Regions from separate parts of the Mus musculus genome. Here region 2 is linked to region 1. The links are chromatin contacts, called in public Hi-C maps. All regions are on one chromosome and are shown on one strand. The core of a region is the stretch at or near the end of the contact, and the rest is flanking DNA. Distances in the headings are between cores, read along the strand shown.

Region 1 (6,573 bases), core at 868-3,367:
TGATAGCAAAGCACAAAGCCTGTTCTTGGAAAAAGGAGTACACAGAGGCCTGCGAGAGTCTTTTATGGTTAAGAATTCCTGTTTCTGCGCACAAGGAATGAGTGGTACTCGGCAGGGAAATTCTAGCTATGTAGTTTGCAAACAATTAAATAAGGAAACAGGTGAGACTGACGGGGCTGAAGGAAGAGTTCCACAGCATTTTCTCATACGTCAGGACGGGGAAAGCTAAGTGCTCTCCTTACAGACCTCAAGTTATGACAAGGAGCTGGCAAAGAAAACCTTAGAACACCTGAGTTCAAAGTGGGATTGAAACACAATCTTAAAGTCTGGGGGTTAGCTCGGGTAGTAAAGAGCCTGCCACACAAGGGTAAGGATCTGAATTCGGATCCTCAGACCCCACATAAAAATTGGCATAGGCTGGTCAATGCCTGTAACCACAGGACTGGGGTGGGGGAAGAGGAGCAGATACAGAAACAAGTAGATTCCTGAAGCTCGTTGGGCAGCCAGCCTTGTCAAATAAATGAGCTTCCAGTTCCCTGAGAGACCCTGTCTCCAAATAAATAGAGGGAGAGGGAGGCGTGGGGGTGGGGGTGGGGCACAACTGGCATCTACCTGTGGTCTCTGTATCCATGTGCACACACATGTGCGCCTGCGCACACACACACACCAGACACACACAGACCTACAGAAAAAACTACAAACACCACATTCATCAACCAATAAATATAGAAAGATAGACGGACAGATTCAATGTTAAAAAGTGGCAAACAGCCAGGCGTGGTGGTACACACTTTTAATCCCAGCACTCGGGAGGCAGAGGCAGGCGGATTTCTGAGTTTGAGGTCAGCCTGGTCTGCAAAGTGAGTTCCAGGACAGCCAGGGCTATACAGAGAAACCCTGTCTTGAAAAAAAAAAAAAAAGAAAAGAAAAGAAAAGAAATCTACTCATGTGCATTATTTCGAGTGAGTTCTCTCTCACCACTTCAGGTTCAAAGCCCATATACACAAGATTCTTTCTATCCAACATAAGGCTGTGGAGCTGAGTTCAGATCCCAGCATCCATATACAAAAGCACCTCCAGCAGCTACCTCTGTGTCCTAGTGAGGAGTAGTGTGGCTGTGATGAAGCACTATGACCAACCGTAAGCTGGGAAGGAAAGTGTCTATGTGGCTCACACTTCCACGTCCTAGTCCATCACCGAAGGAAGTGAGGAACTCAGAGAGGGCAGGGACCTGGAGGCAGGAGCTGATGCAGAAACCATGGAGGGATGCTGCTTACTGGCTTGTTTGTGCATCCTTGCTTGTTCAGCTGCTTTCTTATAGAACCCAGGACCCAGCCCAGAACAGCACCACCCACAATGGGCTGGGCCCATCAATCTCTAATTAAGGAAATGTCCTATAGGCTTGCTCAGTCTTATGGAGACATTTTCTCAGTTGAGGCTCCCTTCTCTCTGATGATGCCAGCGTGTATCAAGTTGACGTAAAACTAGCCAGCATCGTCTGTAATCCCTCTATAGAGGGAGAGAGAAGTGGGTCCCTAGAGCTCACTCTCCAGCTGGTTGTACCAAATCAGTGAACTCCAGGTTCAGTGAGACATCTAGTCTCAATGAATGAATGAATGAATGAATGAAGTAGAAGGCAAGCAAGAAAGCTCATCAGTGAAGAGTGTCCTCTGCTCTTCCACAGGACCTGAGTTCAGTTTCCTGCATCCATATCAGACAGCTCACAACTAAACACAGACACACACACCATACACACAATTAATTAACTAAGCATAAGAAAAAAGTTTTAAACATGACGCAGTCTGCCTTTTTACCTTACAAGCTATGGAACCAAGACAAAGTGGGAACATGATTTAGGAGCCAAACTGGGTCATGCCAGGAATTCATATTTCCACAACAATGTCCTCTCTGTGACCTGCATTGCCAAACGTTGTGATGAAGCTTGCAGGCTAACTAACGGCTGTGCTTCCTTTTAAAATAAACAAGCTCTGCGTTTGTCTAAAGGCTCAAAGATAAGCTAAGTGACTCCTGGAGTTTCTTCCAGCCCAGGCTAAGCACCTCAGACACACACTCGGGCTTCCTGCTGGAAGCACACTGTTGCAATTCCGCCATCTACTGGTAAGAACTGAACATGGCACCCTAGCCATCACCAACATACATTACCTTAAATGACCCAGTAACCAGGGTTTTTGCAGGACGCCAAGCACATGGTGGCACTGTGCTGCTAAACACTGCCTTCGGGTGATTACACGACCCTAGAAATCTAAAAGGTCTCTAGCTCTGACATCTTCAGCTGTCTCAACCCAGTGGCTCTGTTACGGAGAACAAGCTGAGAGTTCTGTTTAAGGGGTGTGTTCATCTATAACAGTGGGGAAAGCATCAGGGAAGGGGCAAGTCTGAGTCGTATCTCAAAGGGTTAGAATAATTTTAATGTTGCTGCCCTACTGATCAGTCAGGCAAGATGCACCCCCACCACAATGGTAGCAAATCGGAGACTGGCTCCACAAGAACAAAAATCACATCTGATACTGTAAAACTGGCCAAAACTGGCTGGGAGATCAGAGCCCTTAGTGAGGAAGGGGCAGCTCTTGTTGTGCTAAGTGGATGTGATATGCTTCTCCTGGCTTTCTCTGCTATTACACAAGCCAGTATTCTGTGCCTAGGGAATGGTACCACTCTCAGTGGCTGGGTCATCACACCTCAATTAATATAATCAAGATAATCCCTCATACACAGACAAGCCCACAGGCCAACCTAATTACATAATTCCCCATTGAGACTACCTTCTCCTGTGATTCTAGATTGTGTCAAGTTGACAATTACCACCAACTCAAAAATATTTGGGCATTTTTGTTGTTGATGATAATGGTGGTGGTGGTGATGATGATGATGGGAACTGAGCCATAGATGGTAGACAAGAGCTGACCAATGAGCTATGTTCCCAGCCATTACTATCACTATTATATCTGAATGTTCTTGAATGGGGACTATAGTTCCCACCTCCTGGGCTGCTGGAAATGGCTGTTATCTTCTCAGCACAGGGACAGTCACACAGTAAGAGTTCAGGACATTGATTGTGGGTTGTTTTGTTTGTTTGTTTGTTTGTTTGTTTATCGCTCTGAAATTTGCATTTGTCCTCAAAGGTGCCAATTTCATGGTCACATCATCTCTAATGACCACTTTCCTCAAATCCTTCCCACAGGTAGCAGAGACTGTGGGCCGGATCAGGAACTCGGTACTGAGTTGGGGAAGAAGGCAGGGGCGTCCTTGGGAGGGGGAATTCTCCAAGCCAGGTTCTGTTCACAGCCTCCGAGTCATTCCCTCTGATAAGGGGACTTTCCAGAAAGCTGCACTTCCGACCTGGAGCAGACTGCTCCATGGAACCCTGAACGGAGGTGGCTGAGACGGGCCTTTAGGGTCTTCCTCACAGCAACTGCCCTGTGTCCCATCACTTCCCATCAACCCATAGCAGGGCCAGAGCCTTCCTTAAGTCATCCCCATTGAGGTAAAAGGACAGGAATCTCTTCCATCTTCATGACGGTCCCCAACACAACAAAGGAAACATACTGACCATGGCAGTTCCCACAGAGTAGGAAAAGCTCCAGAGCCTTTTCATCAGTGGACAAGATGGCCAAGAAGCACCAAGCACCTCAGCTCATCAGAACAGCTCCCACATGGGGAGACAGTATACAAGGGACTTCAGTGCCTGAGGGTGTGTGCAGGATAGCAATGACACCAGCCCTGGACCTCAGTGGAAGGAGACCAGTGAATGCACTTCCGTTTTTGTTTGAGTGTGGTTTGGCTGGTGGGTTGGCTATTGTTTTGCTGTTGTTGTTTTGTTAGAGGTTTTATAGATGTATCTAATTTTTCCCCTTTGATTTTGTTTATGAAACAAGATCTTTCTATGTAGCCCTGGCTATTCTGGAACTCACTACGTAGTGAGTCTGGTCTGTTTTTCAGGTACCAGGGGCACCATGCTCAGAGGAAGCACCTCATGTGCCCACATCAAGAAACCAGGACCAAAAGCAAAAAATAAAAAATAAAAATAAAAACCATGCTCCCATGCTCTATTGGGACAACACGGTGGCGTGTTCCTCAGCTATAAAAGGTTGGCAATTTAGACACAAACTACAACATGGATGACACGGGATGGATAGGACAATCGCTGCATGAGCTCATTTATCTAGAGTAGTCAAAGTCACATACACAAAACACAGAGTGCTGATTGACTGGGGTGTGGGTGGCACCAATAAGTACTTCCCGGGAAAGGACCCAGAGCCCATTGCATGCTGGGCAAGTGCTCTACCATTGAGAGACATCTCCACTTCATGTAAATAGTCTTTCTTTTCCCCCTTTTAAGATGGTGCGTGTGCGTGTACGTGTGCGTGTGCGTGTGTGTGTGTGTGTGTGTGTAACATGTGCATGAAGGTGTCCTCAGAGGCCAAGATGGCGTTGGACTCCCTGAAGCTAGAGATACAAGTGCATATGAACCCCTGGACATGGGTGCTGGGAGCCAAATTCAGGGTCCTCTGTAAGAGTAGCAAGCACTCTTGACCCATGAGTCATCTCTCCAGCTCTACAATGTGACTGTCCTTAACACTGTTGATTGTAAAATTGCTTATTGCGCTAAAGTCTGTATTCTAGGTGTTTTAAAGTGCTGGGGACCTAACATAGACTAAGCAAGTGTGGAGCTAACACGGAGCTAATTTTTTTTTTAAAGCAGGATCTCTTGTAGCCAAAGCTGGCCTCAAAATCACTATGTAGCTAAAGATGATCGGACCTGCCTTCACCTCTCCACCACTGGGATCACAGCTGTGTGTTTCCAGGTCTGGAGCTATTTCCAGGAGGGGAAAGGAGAGGAAGAAGCAGAGACTGGGTGAGGGACCCTGACAGCCCCAGGGGGTCACTTCCCACTTCCTACCTCCTGAGGGGCGGGGAGGGTAGAAAAGAAACTTTGTGGTCCTTACTTCTGCCTGCCCTTCAAAGGCCTCTCCCTCATGTGTCTGACGCCTCTACTTCTAGATGAATCCTCGGCCTTTTGGCTTTGTCTCCACGATCCAAATCGTTTCTCAAGAATACAAGGCCTCAGGTGACATTATCTCACACACACACACACACACACACACACACACACACACACACAAATTAACTCCATTAATTAATGTTTAAAAAAACAAAACAAAACAAAAAACAAATCAACGGAGGGATTAATGAAACTCCAAGCTGGGGCTCTTTATTTCCAGGGAAGGTTGTGGGTCAGAGAAGCCATGTGAGTCCAATACTCCGTAACAGTAACAGCCGCTGTGGATCTCTTGCTTTCTCACGCAGGGCCAAGCACCTGAAAGACAGTGCCAGGTGAAGAGAGTGTGCAGCTCCCACATCCCACGCCCTCATCAGAGCCCTATCACTGCGAGGGCGCTACACCAAGGGGCTGAAGGAAAGAGGCATAAGTCAGGGGCTTCACCCTGGAGTGGGCTTTGCCTCACCCAGAGCCTGTGCTGTGCCCAGGCCCGAAAGACCTAGGGAGAGACAACAGGGTCTAAGAGTAAAGGTCAAAACAGGACATGGCCCGATAGTTGTTGTTGTTATTGTCTGTTTGTTTGGGGGTTTTGGTTTTGGTTTTTGGTTTTTGTTTTCCTCTGGAGCTGAAGTTAGAGACAATAGTGAACTCCTATGTGAGTTGTGGCAATGAAACCTGAGTCCTCTGGAAGAGCAGCAAGTGCTCTTAACAGATGAGCCATCTCTCCAGCCCCCATAAGGAGAGGGGATTTTTTTTTAAGATTTATTTATTTATTATATGTAAGTACACTGTAGCTGTCTTCAGATGTGCCAGAAGAGGGCATCAGATCTCATTACAGGTGGTTGTCAGCCACCATGTGGTTGCTGGGATTTGAACTCAGGACCTTCAGAAGAGCAGTCAGTGCTCTTAACCTCTGAGCCATCTCTCCAGCCCGGTTTTGGTTTTTTTTAATGCCAGCTTGAGTTATCTGAGAAAAGGAACCTCAGCTGAGAAAATGCCTCTATCAGATCAGGCAAATCTGTAGGATTTTGTTTTGTTTTTTGTTTTGTTTTGTTGATTAATGATTGATGTGGGAAGGTCCAGTCCACTTGAGGGAGTGCACTGTCTTTCAGGTGCTTGGCCCTGTGTGAGAAAGCGAGAGATCCACCGCGGTTCTTAGGAGTATTGGACTCACACGGCTTCTCAATTGTGAGACACCCCTCAATTGTGTAAGAAGCAGGCTGAGAAAGCCACGAGGAGCACAAGGAGCAAGCCAGTTCACAGTGCCCCTCTGTGACCTCTGTCTCAGTTCCTGCCTCCAGCTTCCTGCACTGAGTTCCTGCCCTGGCTTCCCACAGCCCTGATGGGACCTGGGACCTGAGAGCTGTAAGCCGAATAAACCCTGCCCTTCCTAGGTTACCTTTCGGTCATGGTGTTTATCACAGCAATAGAAACCTTACCTCAGAGAAGGCAGAAGACAGGGGGCAAGAGGTTATAGAGTTAAGGAGAGAGGGCTGGAGCCCCCACCCCCCACCCAAGCCCCAGGCTGCCCTCCTATCTTAGCCCCACATCCC
Region 2 (6,578 bases), core at 26-2,525, 430 kb before region 1:
CTTTTTTTTTTTAAAGATTTGTGACTTTAATCTTATCACTTAAGATGTCCTCAATATGTTCATGTGTAATGTATATTCAAGGACTCCCAGCTAGCCTCCATAACGCACATGCTCAAGCCCCCACCCCCGCCCCCAGAAGCTGCGGTTGAATCAGGAATGCTCACAGGTAATGGGCAGAGTCTTCATCAGCTCCCAGCGCTCCTTAGGTGTGAGCTCTACCCCTATGGTTTTCAAAACTTGATCTATTTGATCAACATCCACTTTGTTTCCTTTGAAATAAATAGAAATGAGAGCAAAATGATTAGAAACTGTGTCATCTAAGTTTACCTGAAGGGTTGGATGATCAAAAGTCTAAGTCAAGAGTCTAAGAGGATATAAAAAAAAGACATAAATTGCTCAATTCTAGACAGAAAAATAATTTGTAAGTTCTAGTGAAATGCCTAAGTGACATCATTTTGTTCTAACCCCATTTTGTGTTTGCCTGGACAGTTCTCAGCTCCCTACCCACCTCTCCAATGCTCATGTCTGCCTCAGAAACACATTTGAGATTTCCAAGGCCTTGACCATGGTCCCAATGTATTAACCAAAATAATTTAAAAAAAAACTAAAATAACTAGAAAAAAATATAAGTGAAAAATAATTTACATGTTTGGTCTGACATATTACTATGCTCTGCCAGGGACGAATATTTTAAGGTTACTCTGACCTCATTTAACTTTGATATAAACTATGGTCTTTGTGGTTTTTGCCATTAGAAACCTGCATCCCTGACTCAGCTACAAGAGACTTTTCAGAGGCACAAGCCCACTTTTGGTTGGGCCATCCAAAATAAAAAACACAAAAGCAAAACTTAGAATTGGCTCTATCAATGGGGTTGTCAGTATCTCTGGTGGATCATGACATTCACTTCACTGAGCAACAGTATAGATCAATATTCTGACATGGAGGTCATAGGTCAATATGGCTATGTATAAATGACTAAATACATATTTTTATAGATAAACTGCCAATTTAAATGTTTTGCTTACTCGTTGGTAGCTAGATATGCAAATACAATGCATTCAGAACACATCGTACCTTGATTTCCAAGTCAGATCCCCCACATACCCTGCCCAAATTTATGTTGTTTCCTTCTGTTTGTTGTTGTCATCGTCTTGTTGTCTGTTTTAATAACCCCGTGTTGGATTACTGCTGCCCACATACATATGTATGCAGAGCGCCCTCTACTGGAGCATGAGCAAAGACCACATCACTTGAAGGGAATTGACTCTCCCTCTCAACAATTGGCTAACAACTGCCAATAGCTCTTCAGCTAGGGGGTGGGCCCTCACGAGCCCCACCCCTCTGCACGCAACCCGTTTCCTATTTTTACACTATATGACATGATAAGGAAGGTGATCTATTCCTAAAATGGTTAGATTTTTAGGGTAAAATAGAATAAAAAGATTTAATCCTAAAAATAAGACTAGGCCATTATTTTTCTAGTGATCATGGTTACCTGGGTTTATTTTGGCCGTGTGAACAATGCAACTAATTTAAATCGTTGAGAAAGAAAACACAGGGAAACCCAGGATACTACAACAATAGAAAAATGTAACAGTTTTGCCAAAAATTAATTTGGACTGCTGGATAGAATGTTTTGATTTTTTATTACTATTTACTATTCATTTATTTATTCATGTATTTATCATGTTGTGGGCATCCTCGTGGAAGTCAGAAGACAATTTACAGGAGTAAGTTCTTTCCAGTATATAGGGAACTACCAAGTGTCTCTACCTATTGAGCCATCTCACAGAGATGCATAAAATATATTGTTGTTATATCAGTAAGACTAACAAATTAATAAATTTGTACTAAACAAAGCCCCCATAACGAGGCTTGGATATTGAAAAGTGTGACGTGTAAGCTTCATTGTGACTGAAAGTCGTTTTTGCTCTGTGGCCTTTCACTGACCTGTGAGCAACTCCACATTCTCCATCATCTCCCTCATGTTGACCATCTCATCTGCAAAGACAAAATGCATATAAGACCCAGGCATGGTGACTCGCACCCAGAAACACAAGGCCTTACAGTGTGAGGTAAAACATCGAAATTCAAAGGTTCACCCTGATTTGTTCTGCTAATACACTAATCTTCTTTCCCAGATGAACACGGACTTGAAAACTGACGGTCTGAATGTGATAAACAAATACAGTGCAGGAGGAAAAATTGCAGGATGTACCATGTCTATGTGCACCGGTGCTAGGAAATTTAAAAAAGCGTTGTTTATCTTTCACTTGGCTCATTCCACTTTAGAGTCCAAGAGCAATCTGTTTGATCACCTTAGTATAACAGATTTAAAAAAGCAGTATTGTGTGCCCAGAGGTTGTGGTGTACACCTTTAATCCCAGTACTTAGGAGGCAGAGGCAGGCAGATCTCCGAGTTTGAGGCCAACCTGGTCTAAAGAGCAAGTACCAGACCAGCCAGGGCTACACAGAGAAACCCTGTCTCAGGAAAACCAAACCCAGCTATATTGTAGCTAACCATCTGTCTGCATAGAGTAGGAGCCATACATACTAGGCTATTTGCTCTAGATTAGCTTGAGGGTTGCATGTGCTGGAAACTCACTCCCTTCTAATCAGGTCTAAGTGAAAAAAAGAAAAAAACCTCTTGATTTAAAATTAAAGTAAGAAATAAAAATGAAATTAAAGTAAGGTTATTACTGGAGTCAGACTCAGTCTAGGGTTTGGTACCACAGGAAAGCACACACACAAAACAAACAAACAAACAAACCCCTGGGCATTGCTCACCATCAGGGAAATGTAAACCCACTGAGAATGAGACATCACCTAACTGGAGTCAGGATGGCTGTTATTAAAGGGATAAATCCCATCAATGCTGTTGTGTGTATGAGAAAAAACAACTCTTACACACGGTTAGTGAGAGTAACATTGGTACAGCTGTTACGGAAAGCAACATGGCAACTCCTCAGTAGGTAGAAACACTTGGTACCAAACAGAAAATGGAATTACTGCTGGGGATGGGGGGCAGCAACAATTCTGCAGCTTGGTAGAGAGCTAAAGGAAGGGACTGAGGACTGAAGAGAGGTCTGGGGCTAATTAACAAGCGCATCACCACACACAGGTGATGCTCACCATGACGCAGCTCAGTGTAGATGAGGGCTACCAGGGGAGGGTCCCCTGATGATCTGCAGGACTTTATATGAAGTGAGTCAGAGACAGACACTGCTCTCTCTCATGGTAGACTGTGAAAGCACTGACCTTCAGGAGCTGGAAGCAGATACTAGTCAGAGGACCCATAATCACCATTCAAGTCAGTGCCAAGAAACCAACTGTACAGCGAGGATATACACAGGATATATACATTTCACTATCAAGTAAAAAAAAATCTAGGATGATCTGGCATGCTTTCTTTCCTGAACCTTCTGGTGATTTGATAGATTTAATTATTTTTCTCCTGAAGGCCAGAAGAGAGAGTCAGATCCCTGGAGCTGGAGTATTTACTGGCAATCATGAGCTATCCAACATGGGTGCTGGGAACCAAACGTGTGTCCTCTGGAACAGTGGTGGGTTCTCTTAAGTATCAATTCTTAGCTCTTGCCCCTTTCTTTTCCTGTTGACATGATCCTTTGTTTCTTTTCTCTGGCATAGGTCATTAAGTATTCTCAGTGGTATAAGGGTTTATAAGCGAAACCTCTTGTTCGACAGATGAGCACTTCTGACTGAAGCACCACAATCCAGGAAAACAGGTTTCCCCACGAGCAGATCTTCAAGTTTATCAGAGGCACTGAGAGGCTCTCAGAAGACATAACGGCAATCTCACCTTCAACTGGCAGACGGCTTGTTAGGTCTTCGATTTCTTCATCCTCCAGGTTGAAGCCCAAGTCTTCTAGAATGCCACCCAGTTTGGAGATATGACACTTGGCCCCTTAGGAAAGAAGGAGCCAGAGGCTAAGTTATCATAGACGGAAACGAAGTAGTCCACCACACAATGACAGACAAATAGCTTTCAGGGCTGCAGAGACACTGTGGAAGCTGGGCAACAGTGTATTTGGCCAATCTTGCTTCAGAGGGTTCTTTATTTAATGTGTGAGAAAGGTATATTTAGAAGTTAATTATATATCAGATGAGTTATGTAAGTTTTTAGTTACATATTGAGTATATGTACTGATTCTATATACTATAAACTGCATTTTTTAGATCAACTGATAAGTTATATCAGACAACTAGCACTCTTGATCAGCAAACAGAATTTGAAACATCTTCAACTGTCAGAAAATTATAAACTACATTAGTTATAGTTGCATCTAAAAGATCTTTAAACTTAAAGAAAATAAAACAAACCACCTAATTATTGTGTAATGACATGATGTTTTTTAAGTCAAGGTAAAGACGACAGCTTATAGTTCGAATTGCCTTTTTGAGATGATCACTTACCAGAATGCCACTTTACATGATCAAGTAATACGTTTTTAAGTATTTTCCCATCGTCTGTAAAATAAGACACATTTATAATTAGAGAGAAATGATGCATCCAGTAAGAGGTGCTGAGGGTATAATTCTAAGTGCCTTGCCACCAACACTTTCCCCAGCACTGGACAAAATTCTGAATGTGACGCTGTCCGATGCCTTTCCTCACGTTCAGCTCCCCCTTTCTTTCTCCTTGTTACTGTTAGTTCACCCTTTTTTTTTCTTTGCTCTACTTAAGATTTATTTATCTTAAGGTAACGACACTATTTTAAAAACATCTGTTTATTTATTTGTGTATGTGTGCACGTGCATGGGTCTGTGCGTGCTTGTGTTCACATGTGTGCATGTGTGTCTGTATGTGTGTCCATGTGCGCATGAGTGGACACAGTGTGTGTGTAGGTTGGAGTAGAACCTTGGATGTCAACCATCTATCTTGCTTCTGTCTCGTTTGCTGTTGCACTGTTAAACTACACTAGCTGGTCTGCAAGCTCTTGGGAAATCTCCCATCTCTGCTTCTTATCTCATTGTAGAAAGATCAAGATTATAGACCCACACACTGCAACTTTTTACTTGTGTTCCAGAGATGTGAACTGAGATCATCAGTCTTGGACAGCAAGTGTTTTACCCACTGGGCCATCCCCCACAGCCAGGAACACACTTTCAAAGCCAAGATTTAGTTTAAGGATGCTGCCAGGGATCAAAACAAATTCAAATGCCAAAGACTCATACTTTCCCTACTACAGCTTGATATCTTTGTTTTCTAGGAGTTGTAGGGCAGGAGAGGGGCTAGTTTTTATGATGTCCTCACTCTGAAGTTTATACAAACACGAAGATGCACTCCATAGGGTTCACACAGTACTTACCAGCAATAGGCAACCGTTTCAGCAGGTCATTGATGTCTCTATTTGAAAGCTGTATGCCCATGCCCTCCAGCACTCTATGTGTGACTTTAGCATCAATATTTCCTCCTTTGGAGAAAAAAAAAAGAAAATTGAAAGTGAGAATTGTTTGTTGACTTTGTCTGACAAAACTACGTTTGTACAGAACACATGGAAAGGTGTTCAAATTTGTAGAAACTATGCATTTGTAATGGTGTAAGTGGCCTCAGTAGTCCTACTGTCACTGGCATGTCCTAACATTTTCTGAGTTAGAGTAGTTGCTAAGTATTTCAAATGAATGATGATCGGTGTTGACTGTGTTATTATGGAGAAATGCACCATAAGATAAAAAAGAGGTTTCAGAATAAGTGTGGAACTCATTATACATATATATCATCACAAAGTTTTGCCAAAATGAAATAAACAAATTTAATTTTCATGCCAGTTAAAATTTTTGAAGCCAGTGACAAGATAAGAAATCTTTAAGGTGTGCATATAATATATATGTGCATCCTTATGCACATACATACATATTGTGACAGGATCCTTCTATTTAGCCTTCGCTAGTCTGGAACTCCCTACTGGAGAACAGTTTGGCCTTGAACTCCTGTATTCCTTTTGGATGCTGGGATTACTGGGTTGAACTATCTTACTATGCAGCCCTGGCTGGACTGGTACTAAGGATCCAGACTGACCTTGCAGCCTTCTTCCTCAGCCTCCTGAGTGTTGAAATTACAAGCACGTACTGCATGCCAGCTAAGAAAATTCAATTTCAAAAATGTATGTAAATATGAAGCTTTTGTGTAATACCTTTTACAAAATGTCTTGCTTACCGGTGAATTTTCTTACTTCTTTCAGCATTGTCTGCAGAGAAATCATCCCAGAAGCTGTAAAAGGCCACAATTTACATTATATGTAACTGTGCACTGATGCAGAGAAAAATGGAACTTTTAAATAGGACTTTTTCTTATAATTATTAATTTTTGGGGGTGTTTTTTGAGACATGGTTTCTCTGTATATCCTTGGCTGTCCTGGAACTCACTCTGTAGACCAGGCTGGCTTCTAACTCAGAAAACTGCCTGCCTCTGCCTCCCAAGTGCTGGGATTAAAGGCGTGTACCACCACTGCCAGGCTTTTCTTATGATTTTTAAAAATCACAGCATAATGGCATATACAGATGAACATGAAATGAGGAAAGTTACTCTTGAAATGTTACCTATTAATATCATC

What was found. Hi-C and Micro-C count contacts between places; a contact is called where the count stands out from the background.
Region 2: a contact with region 1 is called in a Hi-C map of the N1E-115 cell line, with 3 times the contacts expected there. The contact joins two enhancer-like sites. A contact is called at or near these places in 6 of 39 promoter capture datasets (the C10 cell line, the HPC-7 cell line, the SN4741 cell line and 3 more), 3 of 15 datasets of contacts at CTCF or cohesin (the NIH/3T3 cell line, large pre-B cells and pro-B cells), 8 of 484 Hi-C or Micro-C datasets (the G1E-ER4 cell line, the HL-1 cell line, the N1E-115 cell line and 5 more), 5 of 115 datasets of contacts at active chromatin or transcription factors (T-cell acute lymphoblastic leukemia, embryonic forebrain, embryonic stem cells and 2 more) and 1 of 9 other capture datasets (embryonic stem cells).

What each region holds. Positions count from the first base shown.
Region 1 is chr11:104,585,850-104,592,422 of GRCm38.p6, reverse strand. Myl4 (myosin, light polypeptide 4) reads right to left here. Exons shown (of 7, transcript NM_001355755.1): 7 at 5,208-5,338. Among named protein-coding and RNA genes, the nearest start is that of Myl4, 12 kb to the right of the region's middle. Within about 2 kb of position 2,117, at least 18 of the 459 cell types and tissues checked have an H3K27ac peak or open chromatin away from gene starts, as enhancers often do. A contact at or near this core is called in the N1E-115 cell line, where this site is marked.
Region 2 is chr11:105,015,943-105,022,520 of GRCm38.p6, reverse strand. It overlaps a transcript of Efcab3 not described here. Among named protein-coding and RNA genes, the nearest start is that of Gm25362, 62 kb to the left of the region's middle. Within about 2 kb of position 1,275, at least 4 of the 459 cell types and tissues checked have an H3K27ac peak or open chromatin away from gene starts, as enhancers often do. A contact at or near this core is called in the N1E-115 cell line, where this site is marked.